Regions from separate parts of the Rattus norvegicus genome. Here region 1 is linked to region 2. Evidence: chromatin contacts called from public Hi-C data. All regions are on one chromosome and are shown on one strand. The core of a region is the stretch at or near the end of the contact, and the rest is flanking DNA. Distances in the headings are between cores, read along the strand shown. Region 1 overlaps Hlf (HLF transcription factor, PAR bZIP family member). Region 2 has its middle 63 kb from the start of Mmd.

Region 1 (3,925 bases), core at 1,160-3,659, 53 kb after region 2:
GTGTGGGTAAAGGATACTAGAGTTTGTCACTGGGAGAGGCTATACTTGGCCTACTCCAAGACCCGCTGGCTAAGCTGTGCCCACTACATTGGGGGAAAAATTCTGCCAGCCCAAGCATCTATTCAAAGTCATTCTAACAAAAGCTTAATCTTTGATACATCATTCATTCAGTCAGCTATTATTTCCTGGCTACTTATTCTGGTGGAAAACAAGCGAGGAAGTCTTAGTGACAGAAACCTAGTCACAAAGAATTGACAAGATCTCCTTATGACTTGTAGAGAGCTGTGGGAGCCTAGAAAGATCCCCTTCCACAAACCCTTCCTTTTGCAAAAGGCAAAAATCCAGTGAGCTTAAAGTTACCCTACAGGTGACAGGAAGGGCTCAACATTCAGGTCTTACAACCTTAACAACTGATCCTCTTAGGCCAGGCATGGTCTTGGATAATAACTGTCCTATTGTTATAATGTTACAAAGATATACACTGTTATTTGTAAAATGAAATTACATACAGAAAAGAATCCCTAAGTGGGGATAGAGGTCGACAGTCTTTCCCTAGGTGTCAAACAGTAACTAGCCAGGCATTCATTCACCATGCTTAAGGCCCTGAGAGATTAATCCACACATTCACAGTGGAAAAGTCGACACCTGATGTTGATAAAGGTGACTGACTCTCCATTTCCTCAGAGACTTTGCCAAGCCCCCTAGTCCTCCACCAAAAAAAGGTGACGGTATGGTTTTGCAAGTGGATCTCCCAGCAGTAAAGTGTATGTTTCGAATGTCTGAAGCTCTGGGTTTAATCGCCAGTCTCCTCCAGAAAGAAAACAGGACTTCAAAATATCCCAGTTTGATATACAAAGGGGAGGGGGCGTGGCTCTGAACTCCCGCCATTCCTCAACACTTGCAGATCTCTTGGAAGGTGCAAGGTGACTTCATCTCTCTGGTAACCTTACCTAACCTCCCCTGGAATGATTAATGTTATGGCCGTGCTGTTATTCTGTGAAGTAACGCTCTCTTGCGAGTTAAGCACCCAGCAGCCCTGTGAGAAGCTGGCATTATTTTTGAAGCTAATTACCAACAGGTTTCCAGGCAGGTGGATGGGTCCCTGTCTCCTGCCTTCTTCAAAGTAAGCAAAGGCTTCACCAGGAGCTGACCAGCAGACGCTGCAATCTGGCTCTGGGAGTCTAGGCATAAGGGGGTGGGGGGCTCCCAGTGGCTATTTGGCCCAGGAGGCAGCAGCCAGACACATGCCTCCGCAGGGGAAGTTCTCTAGGTCCCCATCAGTTGTTGCTTGGCCACACAGTATTGACAGAAAGCCCAACCTTCCCAGATTTCAAATGCTAGAATGAGAATGAGGCTTGGCCCTTGGGAAATCCTTATGTACTTTATGGGTTGGGGTGATGGTAAGACAAAGTTTCTTTTCATGAGAGGGGTCTAGCTCATTAGGGAAAGAGAAGCCCACACTATGCCAGCAAATGTTTTCTAAACCATTCTGATCTTTCTCAAGGAGGTTTACAATTCCCAAAGCAACCTCACTGTTCAGCCTCATGGTAGGCTTCAGGTCGCCACTTCACAAGAAGAGAACAAGAGGCAACAGGGGGAGATTGACTAAATTAGACTTCCTGTCTCCTGAGCCCTCATTTTGGAGTTAAGCATTTTGTTTTACGGAAGGCAGACTAGCCACCGACCATGGATGGTCCTAGAGACATGGAGGTGGGGAAAGGAGCAGTCTCAAGCAGGCAGGGTGTTACAGAGTGCTAAAGAACAACGGGGTTGGGGTGGAGGGGGGGCTATAAAAATAGACAAGGGAGAGAGAAGGGAATGGAAGAGGTCTGTTTGTTTATTTTTATAGCATTTGCCATTCCAAAGGCTCGCTGGAGTAACTTCCTTCGCTGGCTGGCTGAGGCCCAAGCTTAGGAAAGTCTCAGATCTTTTGGAAAGAAAGATTTGGACCACAATGTTGCTTTATCTGGGAGAGTAGCTCCTTTGCCCCAGAGTTGCAGAAATTTGCTTTTGATGTTAGTACCCTGGCCTTAAGTATCTCCGTCCCTGGCAGCGCCGGCTGTCTTCACTGCTTTTGCAGGGCAGCCCGGGACAAAAAGAAGGCTTCTCTTTGCGGCTGTTGCTGCCTTTTCCTGGATCGCACTGATATCTGGGCACCCTGAAGATGGGAAGATGGGGAAAGTAAAACATGTTCTAAAGGTCCTATCTCCTGACACTCATAAGAGAAAAACAACACTTCTCTAACTTACTCCCCAAATAGACACCACCACCGGGGATGTTCTGCCAAGGAGTGATTCGAAAGTGTGTTCCGAAGTGAAATGTAAGCTTGGCCAGTGCCCAGCTCTCTGCTGTATTTTGCACAGAGAGCTGCAGGCTGGCGGACCAAAGAAACACATTTCTCCCCACGTGACTGCAAAACCAGGCAGCCCAAGCAGATTTCTTTCTGTTAATAGAATGTGATCTCTAGACTGTACATACACATTGACAGCCCTGGGAAAACACGGAGGACCACAGAAACTCACCGCCCTGGCTAGAGAGAGGTGCTGACGCTGACCGAGCCCATGACCTGATGGTCTGGGAAATGTGAGATGAGAACCCAGAAAGGGAGACATGTTGGTACATGGAACCCCATTAAACATATGTGCGCATGCCCCTCTTTCTCCACGTGCCCAAATCCTCAGAGGACACGTTCTCTAGGTTTATCCAGAAGACTGGAGTTATCCATTGCCCAAACCGAGGTGGTCCCAAACGCGGTGAAAGATCGACCGCAGGTTACAGAGTTTATTCTGACTTTGTGTAAGGTGTGACCAACAAATACATCACTGCTCTTTCACCCCACGGAGACTCAGGCACAGGTAGTCGGCTTTCTGTGAAGGAGGACAACGACGAGACCAAATCTCGAGCATCCCAAATAACCACCTTGGGAAGATGGGGATCTTGAGGAACTTACCTTTCTTCATAGGCAGCACCTTGCCCACACTGTCACCATGGCCTTGACCTCCACAGACCTCAGATGGGATCCAATGCTTGGTGTTCAGGGGGGAGGAAGGGGCTGTCAGTCTACATGTTTGAAGGGAGAAAGTTAACAGACTGAGGAGGAAGAGGGGGTCAACATCCCCCACTTTCTGCAGGCTGGGCCTACTTTCAACATATTAGATTTCTAACTGCAATGCCTTTCAAATTTCACAGCACCCTGTGGTCAACTTAAATTTCCCGATTCGGAAAGTATGTTGGTTGAAACAAAAGGTGGAGTGAAGTGTTCTGCAGCAGGACCCCAGTGTGTGTCTGAACCTCTCAGGGACTGTGTTAGAGAAGTCAGAGCTTTCTCTGATCTTCTCCTGAGTAAAGAGAATCAAAAGGCACAGACAAGGTTATCCCTTGATCAGCCTCCCCTGCTCTAAGTAGCCCAGTCCCAGGGCTTCAGGATCCCTGGGCAGGCAATCAGCCATAACCAACTAATTAATCAGCAAGATCTACTGAGTTGAAGAGCACCTTGCAGACCCAGGTGAGCCTTCGACTTGGTTAATCTGCAAACTGACTAATCAGGCTCGGGGATAATTGAAAGTTAATTGTATGCAGAGCTCAAGTGCAGCCACTGGAAAACACAGGAAGCAGGAGGAACAAAGGAAGTCAGGGGCCACTCTCCTCCACTCCGTGGGCGGCCGAGGTCTTTACAGATTCCTCATAGACAGTGTATGGCCTCTGGGCCCTTCTCCCAACACTGCCTGACACACTTCTTAATCCACGCCTTATGGCACAGCTACCAGGATCCCGGGGAGCACAGAGTCAAAGCACAATGGGTGCGAGGGTGCAAATATCCCATTGGTACCCATTCATAGGCTTGAAGTAAGATGGCTCGGAGGCAGCGGCTGGCTATGAAAAACACTTTGAGAACTGCGAAAAAGCACTCCTCACCCCCTCCACT
Region 2 (3,797 bases), core at 344-2,843:
ATATACACATATGCACTCATACTATATCTACCTGTCCATCCATCCATCCATCCATCCATGGAAGTAGAAAGGATGCTACCATTTAGGAAAAGAAGAGGACCAGGAGGAGTGAGGAGAAGGGACCGGGCAACGTGGGGGAAGCATAAACGAGAGCAAAGAACAATGATATCGTATATTCATTATGATATATACTGTGATATATACATCATTATATATTCATTATGCTATATCATTATATATTCATTATGGTATATATCATTATATATATTCGTCATGGTATATATTATGATATACATCATAATGAAACCTATTTATACACTAAACTTACCACTGGTTTTTATTTAAGACAATAATCTAGGCCTGGAGCTCTTAAGGGAGCTCCCAGTTAGGTCAAATAAGCATCAGACCCTGCAGTTAGAGTCTGGGTGACGATGCACACGTGCTCTGCTCTCCCTGGGCTGCTGGACATCAATTTTCAAAGCCACTGAGGTTTTGTGAGGCTTCTGTGTGGCTATCGTGATGTTGGAAAATGAGGAATGGGAGTGAGGTAGATGGACATCCTCGTTGCTTTTCCTGATGGTATGGTTGAACACACTGATAGAATCTACTTAAGAGGGACCGGATTTATTCTGGCCTGCAGTTCAAGGGTTTAACCTACCCCAGTACAGAAACCATAGCAACAGGAGCGTGAAGCAGCTGGTCACGCCTCATCACCATGTCTACAACCAAGAGACACAGAGCAATGGGTGCGTGCTCCCTGATGCTCAGCCCTTTCCTCCTGCTTACCGAGTCTGAGGTCCCAGACAGGAAACCATGCCACCTGAAGGGAATGGGTCTTTCCACCTTAACTGTCTCAATCAAGGTAATCCTGACACACGTGCCCAGAGGCCCATCTCCCAGGTGATCCTAGATGCTGTCAAACTGTCGGATAGCACTAGTCATTGGGGTAAGCTAACATGCACACAGCTCATCGGAGCTCCTAACCCCATTCAGAGTGCTCTAGTGTGCTCCAGGCCAGCATCTAATCGGTAAAGAATGGTCCTTATCATAAGGAGTTGCCACTTCTCCATCCATCCGTGTGAGCTTCTAAGATTCTACCTTAGCCAGAAGCCCAGCCCCAAGAGTTGGGCAACACTGTGGGGGTAGAGAGCTCCAGCCTGTGGATTCCCCACTGCTGTAAGCTTTCTTACAGTCTCACCATAGTTTTAATGAAGTGTGGAGTATCTGTGAGTCCAAATGCAAGAGGAGGCAGAAGGCACAGGATAACAAGAAATAGTACTTTTGAGAACTGGTATAAAGGTTCCAAGAGCACAGGTTGGGGTCAAATTATTTGGCAAGTTGCCTGTGAACTCTAGGTTTCTAATTTCTAAAATAGAGGCACCTCTCCTTGAAGATTTGTAGGAGAGGAAAAGATAAGCAGGCAACGCTCGACACCCAAGACCAAGAAGTTTGGAATTTTATTTTCTTTCTGCAAGCAATTACCAACATTCACTGGTAGGTGGCGCCAACGAGCAGAGCCGCCGTTCCCCCAGGCTTTTCTTTTTTCACCCTAGATGCTGGGTGATCTTCCTCTCTGCCGGTGCTCAAGCTGGCATTTGAAAATCCAGTGCCGCACACAGACATTTTTTTTTTAAATCCATCTGTTTCATGGAGAACTGTGAAACTCAGAAATACCTATTCCTAGCCAGACAGCCATAGCAGTTTTTAGATGATAAAACTTGGTGATAGCTAGCTATGCAGCTGGGCATTCAAAAGAAGCCAGAGGACACTTAATGAGTCATTTGAGTCTTGTGTCTGTAAGCATATCTCTATTATACACTGGGAAGGCTGCAAAGAGTCTGGCGATTCAAGTCCAGGCCGTGTGTGTTTGCATGGCAGAATCAGCGTTAGCTTGCCCAAGCGGTTTGGTCTCTCTGAGCCTCGATTTTGCAGCGTTGTTGTGATGTGATAATGACAAATGAGATAATCTACACGTGACACTCAGCACAAGCCCAGATTCTTACTAAGCATTCCCACAATGTAAGTGCCAACACCTACTGGAGTGAGCTTTGGGGGTCTTAAAAATGTTAGGTAACCCCTGTCTCCGGTACGGTTTCCATTGCCGTGATAAAACACCGTGACTAAAAGCAACTGGGGAGGAAAGGGTTTCTTTCGGCTTACACTTTCCACATCACATTCTATCCTGAAGGGATGTCAGGACAGAAACTCACACAGGGCAGGAGCCTGAAGGCACGAGCCGATAGAGAAGCTGTAGAAGAGTGCTGTTTACAAGCTTGCACCCCCAAGGCTTGCTCAGCCTGCTTCAGTAAACACCCTCGAATCACCTGACAGGGTGGCCACGCCCACAATGGGCTGGGCCCTCCTAACCAATCAGTAATTAAGAAAATGGCCTAAGGACATTGCCTACAGGCCAATACTATGGAGACTTTTTTTTTTTTTTTTCTCAATTAAGAGTCGGGCTTCCCAGCACTGTCAAGGTTTGGGTCAATCAAACAAAATAAACAACAAACAAAGCCCCAGCTTCCTTGTTGGCGGCAGAAGTATTGGGAGAATTACAGTTTTATATACTATACATCTCACTTGTTTAATGCTGTTTACCTTAAGCCAGGATTTGAGCTTTCTGGCCCGAAGAGAAAGCCACCCAAATAAATAATTTCATTCAATGGTCAGGATCGAGACGGAAGAAAAGCAGAGACAAAAACAAGTGAAGGGTTAGTAGAGGTGAGATTAGAATTTTGGATTGCTACGCGGGATTCGGTAAATATGCAAGGGTGGGGTCAGGGACACCCCCGCCTCTGGCGCTTCTGAACATCCAAGGCAATAAAGCAAAGGAAATATGGTTGGTTGGATGACTCACTCACGGTGCCGAGATAAAGGCAGAGAAGTTCGGAAGAAGAAACCTAGCTATTCCTGGTCCCGACACTTAAGACACGGTAGCACGTGGAACACGCACAAATGTTATCTGTCCTCGACTTCGAGCACAGAGGAAAAAGCCAATCTAAGAATAAAAGCAATGAAGAGGTAACCTCGGAGCCGAATCAGGCTGAGTATGAGAGAGTTCTAGAAGCCTAGAGAGCCTGAGAAGGGAAAGGAATCTTTCTATAAGAAACGAGTGCGTCAGGGTCTGTTGGGTCCCACACATTGAGCAGGTGTTTTAAAGTACAGGGCCAGACGCAAAGGCGTAGAAGCTCCCTTCAGTCTCAAAGGCCCAGGATGTGGTATGAGGCCCCGGGAGAAGGGAGGCCTCAGGAGCAGTGTCCAAACAGCTGCTTTTCCCTACAGGACATCTGGTACTTAATGGCAATGCTTAGTGGAAAGTTAGCTGTCCTTTATTGTTTTGTAAAGCAAGTTTTCTTTTGTTCAGGACTGAGGACAAGCGCCTCTTGAAAGAAGAAAATAACGAGAGGAAAGAGAGAGGAGCCATGCTTTCTACTTGGTTCTAACCAGTAGACATATAGTCACGGTGCAAAAAGAAGCTTGGAAGAACTCAAAGAGTTGGGTGGGGGTGGGGAGAAGGCACATCACCTTAACAGGACACCCACATCATTTTGTTCGTTTCCTCTGTGGTACCTCACAGAGGGGATTCTCAGGGTTGCAATGTCAATTTCTAGATCCTGGGTCTGCAGATGAAGAGTAAGGTTGTAATGTTCAGATGGCGTAGGCGACACGGGTAACCTCCATCAGAGCAAGGGCCAATGCTTTGGAAGAACACAGTTGTTCCAGAGCATGAGCTGTGATCAGGAGAAGAGATAGGAAGGAGAAAATTGGTCTCATTCCACAGTCAATAAATCACATAT

Evidence for each region. Hi-C and Micro-C count contacts between places; a contact is called where the count stands out from the background.
Region 1: a Hi-C map of frontal cortex shows a contact between it and region 2, with 2.0 times the contacts expected there. The contact joins two enhancer-like sites. A contact is called at or near these places in 3 of 12 Hi-C or Micro-C datasets (frontal cortex, liver and prefrontal cortex).

What each region holds. Positions count from the first base shown.
Region 1 is chr10:75,684,397-75,688,321 of GRCr8, forward strand. The region is part of intron 2 of Hlf (HLF transcription factor, PAR bZIP family member); the gene reads right to left. Among named protein-coding and RNA genes, the nearest start is that of Hlf, 22 kb to the right of the region's middle. Within about 2 kb of position 2,410, at least 27 of the 93 cell types and tissues checked have an H3K27ac peak or open chromatin away from gene starts, as enhancers often do.
Region 2 is chr10:75,631,843-75,635,639 of GRCr8, forward strand. No RefSeq gene overlaps it. Among named protein-coding and RNA genes, the nearest start is that of Mmd, 63 kb to the left of the region's middle. Within about 2 kb of position 1,594, at least 5 of the 93 cell types and tissues checked have an H3K27ac peak or open chromatin away from gene starts, as enhancers often do.